Regions from separate parts of the Mus musculus genome. Here regions 1, 2, 3 and 5 are each linked to region 4. The links are chromatin contacts, called in public ChIA-PET maps. All regions are on one chromosome and are shown on one strand. Each heading gives the region's core, a stretch centred on a gene start, on an enhancer-like site or on the middle of the called end of the contact. The rest is flanking DNA. Distances are from core to core; before and after follow the strand shown. Region 1 overlaps Nf2 (neurofibromin 2). Region 2 holds the start of Nf2 (neurofibromin 2). Region 3 holds the start of Osm (oncostatin M). Region 4 overlaps Mtmr3 (myotubularin related protein 3). Region 5 holds the start of Rnf215 (ring finger protein 215).

The links. ChIA-PET counts read pairs in DNA pulled down with a chosen protein or histone mark.
Region 1: a contact with region 4 is called in an RNA polymerase II ChIA-PET map of memory CD8 T cells, with 12 read pairs. The contact joins two enhancer-like sites. A contact is called at or near these places in 1 of 115 datasets of contacts at active chromatin or transcription factors (memory CD8 T cells) and 2 of 9 other capture datasets (adipose tissue and pancreatic islet).
Region 2: a contact with region 4 is called in an RNA polymerase II ChIA-PET map of memory CD8 T cells, with 175 read pairs. The contact joins the promoter of Nf2 here to the enhancer-like site in region 4. A contact is called at or near these places in 5 of 484 Hi-C or Micro-C datasets (embryonic stem cells, myocytes, neural progenitor cells and 1 more), 11 of 115 datasets of contacts at active chromatin or transcription factors (the 230-238 cell line, the SCID.adh cell line, bone marrow-derived macrophages and 8 more) and 3 of 9 other capture datasets (adipose tissue, liver and pancreatic islet).
Region 3: an RNA polymerase II ChIA-PET map of memory CD8 T cells shows a contact between it and region 4, with 208 read pairs. The contact joins the promoter of Osm here to the enhancer-like site in region 4. A contact is called at or near these places in 2 of 39 promoter capture datasets (the 3T3-L1 cell line and maxillary cranial neural crest), 4 of 115 datasets of contacts at active chromatin or transcription factors (bone marrow-derived macrophages, memory CD8 T cells and thymic regulatory T cells) and 3 of 9 other capture datasets (adipose tissue, embryonic stem cells and liver).
Region 5: a contact with region 4 is called in an RNA polymerase II ChIA-PET map of memory CD8 T cells, with 16 read pairs. The contact joins the promoter of Rnf215 here to the enhancer-like site in region 4. A contact is called at or near these places in 2 of 39 promoter capture datasets (hematopoietic stem and progenitor cells and liver), 1 of 15 datasets of contacts at CTCF or cohesin (large pre-B cells) and 1 of 115 datasets of contacts at active chromatin or transcription factors (memory CD8 T cells).

The regions. Positions count from the first base shown.
Region 1 is chr11:4,802,368-4,805,473 of GRCm38.p6, forward strand. Nf2 (neurofibromin 2) reads right to left here. Exons shown (of 17, transcript NM_001252250.1): 7 at 1,311-1,386. Among named protein-coding and RNA genes, the nearest start is that of Nf2, 46 kb to the right of the region's middle. Within about 2 kb of position 1,749, at least 94 of the 459 cell types and tissues checked have an H3K27ac peak or open chromatin away from gene starts, as enhancers often do. A contact at or near this core is called in memory CD8 T cells, where this site is marked.
Region 2 is chr11:4,847,717-4,851,261 of GRCm38.p6, forward strand. It overlaps Nf2 (neurofibromin 2), which reads right to left and starts at 1,828. Exons shown (of 17, transcript NM_001252250.1): 1 at 1,156-1,828. The coding sequence starts at 1,269.
Region 3 is chr11:4,235,075-4,238,266 of GRCm38.p6, forward strand. Osm (oncostatin M) reads left to right here and starts at 1,711. Exons shown (of 3, transcript NM_001013365.2): 1 at 1,711-1,839. The coding sequence starts at 1,809.
Region 4 is chr11:4,534,757-4,538,389 of GRCm38.p6, forward strand. The region is part of intron 1 of Mtmr3 (myotubularin related protein 3); the gene reads right to left. Among named protein-coding and RNA genes, the nearest start is that of Mtmr3, 58 kb to the right of the region's middle. Within about 2 kb of position 2,110, at least 42 of the 459 cell types and tissues checked have an H3K27ac peak or open chromatin away from gene starts, as enhancers often do. A contact at or near this core is called in bone marrow-derived macrophages, memory CD8 T cells and microglia, where this site is marked.
Region 5 is chr11:4,133,463-4,137,108 of GRCm38.p6, forward strand. Rnf215 (ring finger protein 215) reads left to right here and starts at 1,698. Exons shown (of 9, transcript NM_027859.3): 1 at 1,698-2,101; 2 at 2,352-2,495; 3 at 3,098-3,169; 4 at 3,250-3,335. The coding sequence starts at 1,811.

The DNA of each region.
Region 1 (3,106 bases), core at 499-2,998, 270 kb after region 4:
CACGAGCTGGGACTTGAACTCAGGTCCTGCTACAAGTAAAATATCTTTTAGGCCCTTGCTTATTGTGGTAGTACATTTCAGTGTGCCCTGGTTTTTTTGTTTGTTTGTTTGTTTTTTGTTTTGTTTTTAAAGTTTTTTTTAAGATGTTTATTTATTGTTATACATAAGTACACTGTAGCTGTCTTCAGACACCAGAAGAGGGCGTCAGATCTCATTACCGGTGGTTGTGAGCCACCATGTGGTTCCTGAACTCAGGACCTTTGGAAGAGCAGTCAGTGTTCTTAGCTACTGAGCCATCTCACCAGCCTTTTGGGTTTTTTTTGAGACAGGGTTTCTCTGTGTAGCCCTGGCTGTCCTGGAACTCACTCTGTAGACCAGGCTGGCCTTGAACTCAGAAATCTGCCTGCCTCTGCCTCCCAAGTGCTGGGATTAAAGGCGTGCACCACCACACCCGGCTTATGCCCTGATTTTTAATGCAAAAAAAAAAAAAAAAAAAAAAAATCCACAAAAACCTGCATTTAGGAAACAAATTAAGTAGAAAGCTATCCTAGAATACTGAAATCATGCTTAATTCAATTTACTCAACGTTAACATAAAGGCTGTCTGTAGGACCCCAAAAGGGGGAAGCAAAGAGTTTGTGGGATAGTCCAGGGGATGGCTGCAGCTGACCTTCAATGGCTACTCCTCTGTAGCCAAGCTTCCTGGCACCCGCCACCCAGCAGTGAGGAAAAGCCCGGTACTTGGCATGTGCTCCTCTGGAGGAAGCCATGAATACCGCAGCCAGCAGCCAAATCCCCCAACGAGCGAGAAACACGCTCTAGGGCCAGACCTGAACAGAACACAAATGCCTTTCTCTGCAGAGGCATGGTTCCCGGAGGCCTGCAGACCATTAATGGTCTGAATAGAAAACTAATTAGCCTCACAGTGAGAACAAGAGTTCCACCCAAACAAATTAGGAATCTCTAAGAGCAGTGGGCCCCGGGGAAAGACATTATTTCCAGGTGCTCCTTGGATTTCCCAAGAGGCCGGAATAATCAAACATTACATGGCCAGCATTCCAACAGGTCTCTGCTAAGAAGAGAACCGGGCCTGAGTCCCTCAGGGTACCAATGACACTTAATTTGATCTATTTCTGATCTAATTCGAAGCCCCAAATGAAACCAGGCTCTCGACCTTGTCTTCCCGTTTCTTCTTTACTACTGAACCATAAAGACTCTAAGCACCCTGGGATGAGGAAGTGACCCATCTGCCTGTGTGGCCTCGACTCAGTCTTTCTGAGAGCCAGGGAACTGGGGAAGGAGTCAACGCACCCGGATTGTAAAGTAGTTCACACCATACATCTCCAGGTCCTGAGCTATCTTCAAATACTCCATTTCAGCTTCATCCCTGTGAGGAGAATAGAAGACACCATTATTAGGGCTAAGTGACAAGGATGAAGGACAGACTCTTGCCAAGTCAAATATTCTGAGCATGCCTCTGGTGAGATAGAAGGGACCTGCAGAAGATGAGACAGACCAGACACAGCAACACTTTTCTCAACCCAGAGATTCCCATCCCCGTGAAAATAAGAAAACAGATTCATTACACTGACTCTTGGCTTCAATTTCACACTCTGGCCTTGGTAAATAGTGACATCTGTCTCAAGTGATTTAAAAAAAAGAACGTGGGGGCTGGGAGTGTAGCTCAGCAGCAAAGCACTCACTCCGCATGCGCAAAGCTCTAGGTTCCATCCCCGGCATTGGCAGAAAGAAAAAACAAAGCCACAGTGCATTCATTCTTTCCGACCTCAAATGCACGAAGTCACTGCCTGTCTCTGTGTACTTCCTTAACCTAGAGCTTCAGTAATGAAGGGGCCTCTCTAGAAGCTGACAACACCCACTTTCCTGGTTTTATCTCTTGGGTTACTGCTGAAGATTAAGGCAAGAACTATCTGAGCCATAAAACCCAGGCCAGTAGGTGAATGCTTCTGTGTTGTAAGTCGAGCTTAAAGCAAGCTCTGGATGCAGCAGTGACTTGCAGAAAACTCCCTGAGAGGTAAAAGTACTGAAGTATTTAACTCAAGCTTCCCTGTGACCTTGTTCTTGTCCTCTCTCTCATCTCGAAACACTCTCGAATGGATTTAAAAATTCACCCTGAGAGAATGCCAAGTGTTGGCAGGCAGGCGGAAGAACCAGAAATCACATACACTGCTGATGCAAAGTGATTCAATTACTTTGGGAAACTATTCAACATTACCTATAACAGCAAAAACCAAGAAACAACCCAACAACCTAGGAGTCTTTCAACAGTAGAAGGGATAAATAATCTGTTATAGTAATATACTGGAATTCTGCACAGTCATGAAAATGAGGGAAAATATCACTACACGCCATGCACTCAAATCTCACAAGATGATCTTGAGGAAAAGGTGGCACTAAAAATAGAAATTGGTTTTATTTATCTAAAGTTTAAAAATGGTTGATGGTGGCTTATGGGTGCAGCTCAGTGGCAGAATAGTTACTTGCCTAGCATGTGAGAGACCTTGTATTTCATCCTCAGTGCTACAAAATAGTAATATAACAATGGACAGTAAGGGAGGGCAAAACTAATCGATGTGAGCACTAATTAGAAATTGGGGGAACTGGGCTGGGCACGGTTACACAAGCTTTTAATGCCAGCACTGAGCAGAGGCAGGTAGATTTCCGTGGGTGAGGGCCAGCCTGGAGAACACATAGTCAGCTCTAGATAATGACTCAAAAAGAAAAAGAAAGAAATTGGTGAAATAGGTATCTCTGAGTCATCGTCTAGTTCTTACTTACCATTTTGTGGTAAATAATCAAGTAGTATACTCAAAATCTGTCTATTTGGTGGGTATAAACAAAAAATAAAGATACAGGAGCTAGAGAGATGGCTCAGTGTTAAGAGCACTGACTGCTCTTCATGAGGGCCTAGTAATTCCTAGCACCCACCAGAGTCCCACAACCATTCAGTTCCAGTGCCCTCTTCCGGCCTCCTCAGTCACCTTGCATGCACATGGTACACAGACATACATGTAGGAAAAATAGCCATATACACAAAATAAATCTGAAGAAAAAAATATAGCAGGAAGCTGATTTGAAGGACTGGG
Region 2 (3,545 bases), core at 578-3,077, 310 kb after region 4:
TAAAGGTGTGTGCCACCACTGCCCAGCTTATAAGATCTTTTAAAATGTATACGGTAAGGCATGTGGGAAACGGTGCAGAGTTCATACTACTACTATAGTTTATACTATACCACTACTAGAGCACATGTTCAGATGGAAGCTCTCTAAGCCATATCCTTTCAGTTTATGGATGCTTAATTATATAGGCATTGTCGGTTAAATCATTGGCTGATCCTTCAGTCTTAAGGGAAGAACTGAGAAGTCCCAACCTTAAAGATCCTTTCTGGGAACCAGGCTGAATTCTAAAACTACTATAGCATGGCAACAGCATCCAGCTCATTAACACACAAAAAGAAAACGAATACTTTGGCGATTCCAAGGATTTTAAAAGCAATAGGCTAGGGAAGCAAACCAAGTATATTCCAGTGGCACAGGACCTATCTGACTGGCTTTTTTGTTGTTGCTTTGCTTTTTTGTTTGTTTGTTTTTTGAGAGTCAAATGTGTAAATGTCTGACACTTAGCAAGTGTTCAGGGTTGTGGATACAACCCAGTGATGGGGTGCATGCCTAGCATACACAAGGCCCTGAAAACACAAACACACACACACACACACACACACACACTCACTCACATACACACTCTTCAACAAAATGATAGCTATTATCATCATGTTAGAAACTATAAAGAGTAAATGTAAGACACTCTTTCCTCAAAGAGTTTTTTCCAGAAACTGAAAATTTTGGAACAGGGAAAAGTACGAGCTTCCAATATAACTAGATGTAACTTTTAAGACCTAGGGTACACAGTTAATACCTAGCGAAAAACTCCCTGGAGTTTTAGGCGCGAGTTCTACACACTGCACACCGGTTCGTTTCTACGGAAGATTCCAGTGTTTCCCAATAACAAATGAATGAAAATAACCTTCGGGAAATGCCAAAACCAAGAACCCCACTTTAACAAACAAGCAAACAAACAACTAGCTTTAACTTGTGATCTGGCCCTAGAAAGCCTCTTCCGGTTCCAGATAATGATATATACGGAATCCCTTAAGCTTGCACTTCGACTGTCACCACAGCGAGGGCACCCCATGGGTAGGGACCCGCGTCGCTGCCACCAGACAGGCAGAGATTCCGCGGCTCTCCACTCACAGCCCGTCGGGGTCGGCGGCCGGTTACCTCGCAGTTGAACTCCATCTCGGCGTCCATGGTGACGATCCGCACCGTGAATGTCTTGGGCTGCTTCCTCTTGAGTGAGCTGAAGCTCATGCGAGAAGCGATGGCTCCGGCCATGGCGCGAGGTACCGGCCTTGGATCCCCTCACCCCTAGGCCCGCGTTCTGGGTCTCTTAGCCCCCCTGGAGTAGCTGCACAGGCCTCAGGGCCACCATGGTGGCCGGCTGGCCGGCCCGAGACAGACCTAGGCTGCCTGGGTCCCCAGCGGCCAGCATGGGCCGCGAGGACCCGGCTGTGGGTGCGGAAAGATGAGTTAAGGGACAGTCTCTGACGACGGGGGGGTCGGGGGGAGATGCCGGCAAAAGCACGCGCAGCCCCGAGCTTGGAGCTTCGGGCTGGGGACGCCAGGGACGCCTTTGGACAGAAATCCTAGACGGCTGCGGCGCCGACGCCGGGCCTCTCAGCGACCCCCGAGGGTCGCGGGGCCGCGCAGTAGTTGGGAGCGCACACGCGCGTGCGTGTCTGTCACCAGCTCCGCTCCGCGCGCCCTCGGGAAGCGTCCTCTACCAACCCCCACCTCAGCGACCTGCCGGATCCCCGCCCCGCCCCGCCCTCCGGACTCCCACTACGCTACTCAGCGACTCACCCTAACACTTTTTTCTCTAAGATACTGTGATTGGCAGGAACGCCAAAGGAAGCGGGACTTCCGCTTCGTCCCGCCTCCTGGAGGCCTACTCCACCAATTGAAAGTTGCACTGAACGAGGGCCGCCGGTCTGTTCTCGGCGTTGAGTGGCTGTAGATGCGGTCACTCCGAGCGCTTTTGTTCCTAAAGTATACTCCTACTCTAGCAAGACTGGTTGAGAAGGAGCGGGCGGCGCCTTTCCCGGGAAACCTGTAGAGGCCGGGACTGCACCGCACGAGGTACTGTTGCAGTCAGTGAGAGATCCCATTTATAGCGTCTTACCAGAGCTTCAGTCGTATCTGGGACATCCGGCCGAAATTCCTTTTTGACACTTAATTATATATGCTGACTCAATATTTTTCAAACTTTAAAAACACGAAGTGAGGCCGCTTAAGTTGCCCCGACTTGCCTGCCAGATCCTTCAACTTCTTTTTAAGAGAATTAGAATAACCACAGAATTCATGATAGTCCTTACCTTACTAGGTGGTTGAGGAATTGAAACTTGCTTAATACATATAGAAAGCTAATTTTATTTATTTTTTTTTTTTTTTTTTTTTTTTTGAGTTTTTCGAGACAGGGTTTCTCTCTGTATCCTTGGCTGTCCTGGAACTCACTCTGTAGACCAGGCTGGCCTCGAACTCAGAAATTCGCCTGCTGCTGCCTCCCAAGTGCTGAGGATTAAAGGTGTGCGCCACTATTGCCCGGCAAGAATTTTCATTTTACCCTCTGTTCCTTTGTTTGGTTTTTTTGTTTTGTTTTGTTTTAATTTCCAAGCTACATACTTGGAGTACTTGTAGCTTAACGTCATCAAATGTATAATATGCTTAGGAAAATTTCAACTTTCTGGGGATTTGTAGAGTTTTTACTTGTTTTAAAGATACATTCCCCAGGCACTGCTGCTGTGAAGAGACACCATGACCACAGCAACTCGTATCAAAGAAAACATTTAATTGGGGACTTTTTCTTCTTTACAGTTTCAGATGTTTAGTCCATTATCAGCATGGTAGGGAGCATGGTGGCATGCATGGTACTGGAGCAGTAGCTGAGAGATGGCTATATCCTGATCTGCAGGCTTGGAAAGCAAGACAACCATTTGGCATGGGCTTTTGAAACCTCAAAAACCACCCCTAATGATAGACTTCCTTCCACAAGACCACACCTCCTAAGCCTTCTAATTCTTTCAAATAGGGCCACTCCTTGGTGACCAAGCATTCAAATATAAGCTTATGGGACCGTTCTTAGTCAAAGCACCACAGTTTTGTTTTTTTTTTTTTATCTTATGTATATAAATGTTTTACAGCACATATGTGCATTGCATGTATACCTGGCACACATGTCAAAAGAGGGTTCCAAAGCCCCTGAAACTGTAATTCAGTCCTTAGCTACTGCATGGGTGTTGGAAACTGAACCTGGGTCCTCTGCGAAAGCAACATTTACTCTTAGGCACTAAACCACCTTTCCAACCTTTGTATGTCTATTTGTTTGTTTTTGAGACAGGGTCTTCCTGTGTTATTTGGGGTATCCTAGAACCCCTGAGCATGTCCTCTTCCTCAGCCTCTCTTAAAACCATAGCCCTGGAGCCAGGCATGGTGGCACATGCCTTTAATCCCAGCACTCTGGAGGCAGAGGCAGGAGGATTTCTGAGTTCAAGGCCAGCCTGGACTGCAAAGTGAGTTCCAGGACAGCCAGGGCTATACAGAGAAACCCTGTC
Region 3 (3,192 bases), core at 461-2,960, 300 kb before region 4:
AGACTGTATGCCCAGCTCCTGATTTTGCTTTGAGATCAGTCCCCTTGTCTATCCCAGGCTGGCCTCTGATGCACAGTCCTGTCTCAGCCTCTAGAGAAATAGAGATTACAAATGTGTACCACGCCATCCGGCTCTGGACACCTCCCCCAACTGTGCAGGTGTCCTCCAACAGGGCAAGTCACCCCTTGGCACCTTTATTCTAAACAGAGGAGGTAGTGTATGGTCCATGGGAGAGAGGAAGGAACAACTGAGGTGAAGGAGGGTCTCTTGCCAACATATGGGTTCCGAGAAGCACGACATAACACTCTCCGGCTAGATCTGGGGCTGCTTGGAGCTTCCCTCTGTCTCCTTATCACAGTGAGAGCTTGAGTGTAGGGGTATAGGGACTGTCCCAGGATGACATCACGGATATGAAATGCAGAAGGATCCCTGACCAGGGCCCTAGGGAACAGCACCCTGGAGTGGGCAGAGGTAAGAAATTCAGTAGGAGGAAATGAAGACTTCAGAAGGATCTAGTCTAGACTGTACTGGGGAGTTGCTAACAAGGGGGACACTCTGCTAGGTGCAGAGAATATGTGGATGGGGGCACAGTCGCCTCCTGGATAGGGAGTGGGGGGGTTGTTGAATGAATATATGAGGGCCAACAGCAGGTACAGCCTAAGGATGCTCATTCTAGCTTGGCAGATGTGCTGTGGCTTCCAAGCATGGCCTGTGGATCTGGCTCAGCCTGGGCCTCAGTCCCTCAGTGCGGAGAAGCAGAAGACCCACCCATGATGGATCGCTATCTTTCAGAGAAAGTGAAACCTTGTGTCCAACTGTCGCAGCTCCCCCACCCCTCCCTCCAGCTTCCCCTCTGAGCTCACAGCTTCCCGGTCTCCCCCGCCCCCTCCATCCCATCCCCTGAAAACCAGTACTTGGAATTCAAGCCTAGTCTTTTCTTTTTTCTTCAAAGGCTTTTTTGCCTTTTATGTCCATGTTGGCAGTGACCTTGAGGGGTGAACCAAGGAGTGCTTTTCTCTCTCGCTTTCTCAGGTGGGGCTCAAAGTAGCTGAGTGACTTGCCTCAGACAACACAGCGACACAGCGTGTCACAAGCTTTGAACCCGTTCTCTAATTTCTCTTGCTCCAAGGGTCCTAAAGGACCCTGTCTACAGAGAGAGGATCTGGGATTGGGAAGGCTGGGCGAGGACAGTTAATAGAGACAATGGAAATGAGTTGGGCTAGAAGATGCTGACCTGGGATTAGAGGCACAATCTTTGGGGCCCAAGTCTGGCTCTGTGCCCAGAGCCTGGTGGTTTCCGCTCACAGATGTCCCGACAGCCCAAGCGAGAGGGTGGGAAGGGCACTCAACAAGGAAGATGTCTGGCTCCCTTTAGCCCTAAACCTTCGTGTCCTAGGAGGTTGGTAGTTTCTGGACCAGGGGTGGCCTCCCTTGCAAGTCGTGCTCTGACCCCTGGACTGATCCCTGAAGATGATACGGACCCCCGTGCTGCCCGCTCACCCCAAGAAGGCTGAGGCTGCGGTTTACATCATCCTTGGGCGTGGGGCTGACCTCGAAGAACGAATTCGAAGAAAACGGGAGGAGGAGCGGGCATGTCATGGCGCATGGCGCCCATTGGCCGCCTGGGGAGACTTTGGTTTTTGGGGTCATGTTCCCAGAAGGCCTGCCCTTCCCCCTCCCCCTCCCCACCCACCTCACGAGATGTTGGCCAATCGCCCCGTCGGGCATAAAGTGGCTGCCAGCCTGCAGGACACCCAGCCAAGCTGTGTCACCCCTGAGAGGCACGGGCCAGAGTACCAGGACCCAGTATGCAGACACGGCTTCTAAGAACACTGCTCAGTAAGTACTTCCTTCCTTTCTACCATCCCAGGGCGCAGCTGGGCCAACTGGCTGCTGTAGGCACCCTCTGCCCTTGGGAGCTGTAGATCAAGTGAAGGATGTGGACGAGAGGGAGAACTAGTAGGGCAGGGATCCACTGAGACCCCAGCATAGCCACAGGTGGAAACGTAGTATTTCTGGAAGGTATTCCAGAGGGAGGCGTGAGAGAGACCATGCCGGGGACCAGGGCATGAGGGAAGAGGAGAAAGAGTGAGAAGAGTCTGGAGAAGCCCAAGGCAGGTAGGGGATGAGCAGAGAAGGAAGTTCCAGATCTGCGCGGAAATGGAGCAAGGGGCTCACTTCTTGCTCTGATTCAATTCTCGGGGTCTGGGGCAGATGCAAAGTCAGCCAAGCCAGAGGTCCTTAGATCATCCCGCCACTCATACAGCCACACCCACACGGGGACAGGCAAGCAGAGCCATCTATGTGGGAACAGGTCCTCCCTCTCAGTAAGGTAGGAAGTCTCACCTGCAGACCAGAACCCCCGGTGACCGGGGCAGGTACTGCAGTGCCTCACCTAGGTCTACGGGCACACCCCCACAGGCACTGGTCCATGTGCACCTGTTACAAGCTCGCTGTGGACCCTCACTGGCAGTGTAGCTGCAGACACGGGGGAAGATGGGGAGGGGACTTGTGGTTGGCACGCCTGGGCTACAGGCCCTCCCCAGGGGCGAGGGGGTGGGGTGGGGTGGGGCTGGTTGGTTTGTAGGAAGGGAAGGATGGTGTCGTAGCCTTCCGGGCCATTGCACCACAGGCCCCTTCCGACCACGTGGCTGCCGGTGCCTGTGAGGGTGGGGGCCTGCGAGCTGGAACTATGATCATCTGCCCTCACCCCTACAACCTTCTCCTGGGCTCCCAGCAGTCCTGGTGTGTGCGTGTGTTAGGGGTTCGTGTGTCGGTGGCAGGAAGGGCAGGGCGAGTGCTGAGCATGGGTGACCTGGACAGGCTTTCCTCTCGCATCTTGCTCACCTTTCAGCAGAATGGCCGTCAGCACTGGCTGGCCCAGTGAGTGGAGAGGTGCTTTTTCTGGCTCTGTGAAAAGAGCTTAGGTGACCTGCTGCCCTGGGGCTGCACCTCAGGACAGACCCCTGGTCAACTCTATTCTGCCTACAGGGAATGTTAAGGTCTATAAAGTAGTCAGGAACTTAACCTGTCAGTCTTAGGACAGAGCTAACCCTTGTATGAGGCCAGATATCTTATAGAGGACTCTCTTGTCTGTTCGTTATGCCATAAAGTCAGGACAGGGATGCTGGAGGCTACAACCCAACCTCTCCCCGAAGAGCTGCAGGGAAATTGCAGCCACCACCATCTCCT
Region 4 (3,633 bases), core at 860-3,359:
CATTCAGGGAGACTATACTCCAATAAAATAGACAGAAAAGAGCCCGGCATGGTGGCGCACGCCTTTCATCCCCAGGTGTGTGCCCACTGCTGCACCTCACTGCCAGGTGTTTGTGATATTCGTTGCTGGGGAAGAGTCGGAAAATTTCCCCAGCAACCACAGCTGGGGCCAATCCGGAGTTGCTGCACCTGCACCAGACTCTTTCCTTGTACCCCTCCCATACCTATTTCTTGAGAATAGATATTGTTTAGATCTGGAAATCCCCTACTCTTTCCCCTTCTCCTTTCCCCCCTGAGGGCCTATAAAAACTGGGACCCCTTTCCCCTCTGGGTGGACTCCTCTACCCCTGCGTGGGATATGAGTCGTCCCCAGAGCTCTGGCTTTCCCCGAATAAAGCCTCATGTGGTTTGCATCAAGCTTGGTCTCTCATGAGTTCTTGGGGTTCCACTATTATCCCGAGACTTGAGTGAGGGTATCCTTTTGGGGGTCTTTCACTTAGCAGGCATGAAGTACCAGTTTCAATCTCTACCACTAGAGGAGAGGGTCCCAAAACATGTGCTGGTTTTTTTTGTTGTTGTTGTTGTTGTTGTTGTTTTTGGGGTTTTGAGGGGTTTTCGAGACAGGGTTTCTCTATGTAGCCCTGGCTGTCCTGGAACTCACTTTGTAGACCAGGCTGGCCTTGAACTGAACTCAGAAATCTGCCTGCCTCTGCCTCCCAAGTGGTGGGATTAAAGACATGTGCCACCACGCCCGGCACATGTGCTGTTTTAATCAACCAAGAAAACAAAGTCTCTATAGGAATTCCAAATTCATAAACCAAGATCATGGATAGTTTGTAACAGGAGGAACTAAAGAAGTGCTTACACAGTTCCCTTTAGAGCTGTGGAGACCAAACAGGAGCAATCTCAGGAGACAGTGGGGAATGCAGCACCTCAATGAGAACCATCAACAGCTACACTCTCAGCACAAAGGGAAGAAGACACTGAGTCATTACACTTAGTTTAGTAAGAAGTTTAAAGGACCTTTCTATTTTAGCTGTAATAGTACTACATGTTCTTCTTAAGAAACTGTTAAATTACAGATGTAAAAAGTAAACGATTATCCCCTCACAACGCTAGCAAGAATGTACAATAGTTCACTGCCTCTTTGAAAACTGCCAGGTTCATCCTCAAACTAGAAAACATATTCTCATATACCTAACCAAGAAAACAAAGCATACATTCAAATTTATATTTATGTGTTTATAGCAGTTATTCAAAGTAGCCAATGAGTGAGAAACAGTGCAGACAACCACCACGGATGAATGGCTGAACAAGATGCACATGCTGCATGCACAGTGCGCTCCTCAGCTGTGGTCTTTCAAGGAATGAGGAACCTTGAACACATTACACCGAAAAGTGAAAAGAGCCAGGCACAACAGACACATGACAGGGTTTCAGAACAATGAAAGCTGCTAAGACTGCTAGTAGGGAGTACAAAATAGATTAGTAGTTGTTAGGTGCTGGTGGAAATGGAAGGACTTCATTTTACCCACTGAAGGACAGCCACCACTATTTTATTCTTTTGTTTCAAAAACTTCTCTATGCACATATAAAAACACACATAACCCCACAAGTGAAAGGGGAGTGAATATTGGGTATTTACTATTCTCCAATTTATTTGATTCTAAAAATAAATCAAACCTTTCCTATATTGGTGCATATATTTGGACAACAGTTCAATACTCATTACATTTCCATCTACCATAATCTACTGATTACCTGGTCAGATATTTAAACTGTTACCATTTTTCTATTACTACCCCAAAAGTCTTTAAAATAAACAACAAAAGCTATCCTGGTATCTCTATGTAAATCACTATTCTGGTAGTACTGGGTCTTAAAACAAGTTATTAAATGAAAAACTACAACCTTGGAGAAAGGACTACAAGGGTCACCACTGCTAAAGAGTATACATACATACTCTTCTACAATCACCAACACAGTCATTGGATTTACTTTACTAGATTGCTTTTGGAAGGCTGCTTTTGTTGTTTATGTTGTCTTTTGAGGCAGGAAATGAAACCAAGGCTGACCTCAAACTTATGATCCTCCTTCCTGTTTCTCCTCAACACTGAGATTATGAGCACATCATCACGCCAGGCCTCAACTTGGTAAGAATTGTGAATGCTCTGTTATATTTAAAAGATAAATTACACATAAGCAATGTCTACATTTACTATCAAGCACACTTGTATGTACACAGAAGAATGATCCAGTGCTACTCAACAGTGACCATCCCTCTAGAAAGGGTGGGATACGGACCATGAATGAAGATGCAGCGCAGACGGTAGAGTGCCAACTTAGTATGCACAAGGGCCTGAGGTTCAATCCCAGGACCCCCAGAACTGGGTAAAGTGACGCATCTTACAAGCCAGCACTTGGGAGGTAGAACAGAAAGACTGGAAAGTCAAGGTTAACCTCAGCCTCGCAGTAAGTCAGAGACCAGTCTGTGACACCTGAGAGCCTATCTCAGAAGGAAAAGAAGTAGAAAGAGTCTTCCCATTTTCATACTTTTAGAACATTTATATAACATTTCTAATTAGATGGATTTGGTTTGGGTTTGGTTTAGTCTAGTTGGTTCTAAAACAGGGTTTTGCTGTGTTAACCCACGCTAGCCTTAAATTTGTGACCTTCAACCTTCTGAGTAATGGGATTACAGGTATACATTACCACATCAGGCTAGGAAAATAAACTTTTCTACATAAGGTTTTTGGTTGACCTTTCTGGTTTTGCTTTTTGTTTTTGTTTTTCTTAATTATTTTGCATGTGTGGGCATTTTTCTTGCATGCATGTATATGTACCACATGCGTGCCTGATGGCTGTTAAGATCAGAAGAGGGTGCTAGATGCTCTGGAACTAGAGTTATAAACAATTGTGAGCCACTATGAGGGTGCTGGATTTCAAACCCATGCCCTCTGCAAGAGCAACAAGTGCTCTCAAACACTTCAGCCCCTAGTTTTGATTTTCTAACATAGTCTCATATGTTCCAGGCTGGCCTGGAACTCAAAACTATAACCCAGAACTGGCAGAGAGCTTTTTTACCTCAACTTTCCCAGTGCTCAGACTATAGGAACAAATGACCTCAGCAGCTACAAAACATTATTAAAAGGAAATTGAAAATATTATATAAAAGGCTTTCATTCAACCAGGCTAAAAGTACAAATAATGGCTTCAAGAAAAAACAAGTGCTGATATAAAGCAGTAACAGAGCTCTGAGTGTAGGAGCTCTGAGTTCTGATTATTCTGTGCTCAAGTGGGCGCATCCCTTACCAAAAAATTCACCAAAATGTCAGGGTTCAGATTTTAGGGTGGTTTGTTGTTGTTGTCATTGTTGTTTCCCAGACTTTGGAACACTTAAGATTGTGAGTTTGGGGATTAGGAATGCCAGGCCTATACTAAAGTTATGACTATAAGGATAAGTCATTATTTCTGTGAGCCTCAGCTTCATGTGATATATTTAGTATTCTCAGCACCATAACTATCTTTTTATGATCAATAGTTTGCCACTCAATCACATATATAATATATGCTCCTATAGGTTCAGACCGACTTCCATAGGACAGTGCCCAAAAAAGTCTTTTTGCATGTGTAC
Region 5 (3,646 bases), core at 448-2,947, 400 kb before region 4:
CATATGAGTCCCAGGGATAAAACACAGGCCCTCAGGTCACCAGGCTTTACCCACTGAGACATCCTACCAACCCTATTTTCTATGTAAGAACTTTTTTCATTTTTATTTTATTCTATGAGTGTTGGCCTGCTGCACAGGCATGAAGTGTACCATACACATGCAGTAGCCTACAATGGCCAGAAGAGGGCGACAGATCCTCTGAGACTCTCAAGCAATTGTGAACTCGCAGTCCATGTGGGTGCTGGGAATTAAACCCAGATCTTCTGAAAGAGCAGCCAGTGCTCTAATTACTGATCCATCTCTCCAGTTGCTACACACGTCATTTAACATCTTTTTTTTTTTTTAAAGAGGGTCTCACTGTATAATAGGCTGGTCTCAAACTCCTGCTTTACCCTCCCAAGTGCTGGGATTACAGGCATGCCCATCATAATGTAGTTTTTCTGTCATTAAAAACAAACAAGCCGGGTGTGGTGGCGCACACCTTTAATCCCAGCACTTGGGGGGCAGAGGCAGGAAAATTTCTGAGTCGGAGGTCAGCCTGGTCTACAAAGTGAGCTCCAGGACAGCCAGGGCTACACAGAGAAACTCTGTCTTGAAAAAACAAAAAAACAAAAACAAAAACAAACAAACAAAAAAAACAAGACCAAAAAAACAAACAAACAGCTCTCAAGCACTTGAAATCATCAAAATCGTGTTCTCTATTAAAATGTTAAAGTTGTATTTGAGTCTTTAATTCACATGGTTTTCCTTATGCACGGTGCAGTAGGGGTCCAATTTCACGTCTTTTCCCGGTGGTACCTAACTTTGTTGTGATTTAGCAAAGAGCAAGCCATAGCACCTCCTCCCAGGTCCCCAAGTGCAATACCTCCTCTGACAACCAATTTTACATATGTGCTGACTGATTTTATGTCAATTCCCTGTTTGCAGGCCAGCCGAGCTTCTTCTCTACATCTCTGTCTCCTTCTGGGAATATTTTAGTCATTGCATCCTGGTGGCTAACCAGGTTTCTATTTTCTGTAGATTTTAATATTTTATTACAAAGTGGGAGGGGGTGTTGCAGCTCATTAGCTCTTTGCCCTTTTATCAGGGTACAATTTGTAAAAGGCTCAGGTTTCAGATTGAGCCAGCTACCAGCAACCACAAACCTCTGGGCTGAAGGACAAATTTTCGGACAAAAGCGGAACCTTCTCATTCCAGTAAGCACTGGCGATCATGTTAGAAGCAAGGCAGTGCAGGTTTAGATCAAGTCCATTTTACAGGCGAGGACAGCCCAGTGCTCCGTGCCACTATGGCTCTGCCTGGTTTGTACAGCTTCGTGTGCCCAGCCCTCCTCCCTGCTCCTTTAAAACCATGGCCTCAGTCTCCCCATCTGCTTTCTGTGATTCTCTGCAGCCTGCTCGCTGATCCCATGAAAGAACACTGACCCAGAGGAGGATGAGACATAGCCTTGACAACACCGTAGGTCAATCAGCCCAGACCCTTATACCTCCCTCGCCCCTACATTTCTCCAATCCTGAGACAACCGCACCTATCTCCACTGACAGACAACTTGGTGAGCTCTCCAAGGCTCTAAGGTATTTGCTCCATCGCAGCTCCTCAGGCCTCCTACATTAGGTTTCTCAGGAGCCACCAGGAGGCGCTCTCGCTGTCAAGCACCAACTCAGCCCCCCCCTCCCCGCACCGCCCCCTCCGGCTGCGGCCCCGCCCCTCCCGGTGCCGAGCCCCGCCCTGTCCGGCGCGGCCTGGCTCACTCTGTTCTCCCGGTCCCCGGGACCTTAGACTACGGCCTCGCCACCTCTCCGGTCGGATCATGGGCTCTGCCGATCGCCCCGCGCTGAGGTCGCCTTCGTTGCCGCCCCCTCCCCCATCGCCGCCGTCGCCGCTGCTGCTACTGCTGCCTCTGCTGCCTTTGTGGCTGGGCCTGATGGGCCCGGGAGCGGCGGCGGACGGCAGCGAGCCGGCGACCGGGGAGGGACGGGGCGGAGCCCGCTCAGTGCGAGTGGATGTGAAACTGCCGCGGCAGGACGCCTTGGTTTTGGAGGGCGTCAGAATCGGTCCGGAAGACGGTCCGGAACCTCTGCTGGGTGGCCGCCTGCTGCTGGTGAGCTCAGCCCCGCCTAAACTTGCCATGACCCTCGGATAGACCCCGCTGTCTTCATCCAGAAGCTAGCCCTTGACAGCCCAGAATGCTACTACTTCCCAGCCTTCAGGAGTTGGCAAACCTGACAGCCACATGCCCCTTCCACACTCATTCCCGTACCCGTACCCTGACCTTGCGTGCTTTGTGGCAGACCCGGGCTGCCTCTTCTATTCCCCTTGCCTCCTTCTTTTCATGGCTCCTCGTTACACAGATGGATGTCGTGGATGCTGAGCAAGAGATACCCGTAGATGGCTGGATTGCAGTGGCATATGTGGGCAAAGAGCAGGTCGCCCAGTTCCACCAAGAGAATCAAGGCAGTAGCCAGAAGGCATATCCCAAGGCTCTGGTCCAGCAGGTGCAAAGGGTGTTTGAGGGAAGGGGAGAAAGAAAATGCATTCGAAACATCTGCTAGAGCCAGGCTAACAGGTGGCCTATGAGGAGCCTTTCCAGAGAAGCCCTGGGCCCGAGTGGGTCAGCAAACACCAGTATGGAGCATCAAAGCAGTGTGATGGGGAGGAGGTGGAGAGACTTGCTGGGGAAAGTGGACCTGCTCTGGTGATAGGAGCTGGCAAGGGTGGAGAGCTGCTTTGCTAGGACTAGGGCCAATGAAAAGAATTTTGGATCCTACAGAATGAAAGGAGCATAAGTTTCTCACACACATGATAATGTACAAATTTCTTAAAATCAAGAATATTCTTTATGTAACTATGGTGTAGGAAAGTTAGCATCTATAAAATGTTGTGATCTATGTTCCATAACTAAATATTGCCTTAGTCCACAACCATCGTGTGTTGCCTTTGGCTGTCATTATCTCTTCGGCCTCCAAAACCATCCCTTAGCTTTGGCTTGACTTCAGGGAGCTTATAGCTAGTCTATCCAGATGTCGGGCTCCTGAGAGCTGGGGCCGTGGGTAAGGCAGGTGTGTGACAGCCTCCCACCTTCCGTCTTCCCTTGCAGATGCGTCGAGCCCTTTTCCTGGGAGCCTCTGCCCTGCTTCTCCTCATCTTAAACCACAGTGTGGTCCGAGAGGTAACCTGGCTTGGACTGTGAGGGTGAGCAGGTGAGGGGACAGGGGCCGGAAGCCTGCTGACCCTGCCTGTCTCCTGCAGCTGGATGTATCCCAGCTTCTGCTGAGGCCAGTGATTGTTCTCCATTACTCCTCCAATGTCACCAAGCTGTTGGAGGCCCTTCTGCAGTGAGTTCCGTTTGTTCTGGGTGGTCTGATGCCTGAGTGCTGTGGGTCTCTTGCTTTTCGATGGGCTCTAGGGGAGGAGACTATCTCTGAAGAAGGCCCTTACCTGTTGGCCCTTAAACTCCTAAGGTTGAAACTGGGGGATGGCATGGGAAGGAGAGGCAAGATCTGGGAAAAGAGCTGCCCTATGGGCAGAGGGGACTAGTCCAGCATGAGGAAGCTGGATGCCTGGCTGACAGGCTATTCCTTGGTCTGGCTGCGTAAAAACACGGGCAAAGAGCAGCCAGGAAAAGTCTGGGAGCCAAATCAGAAGG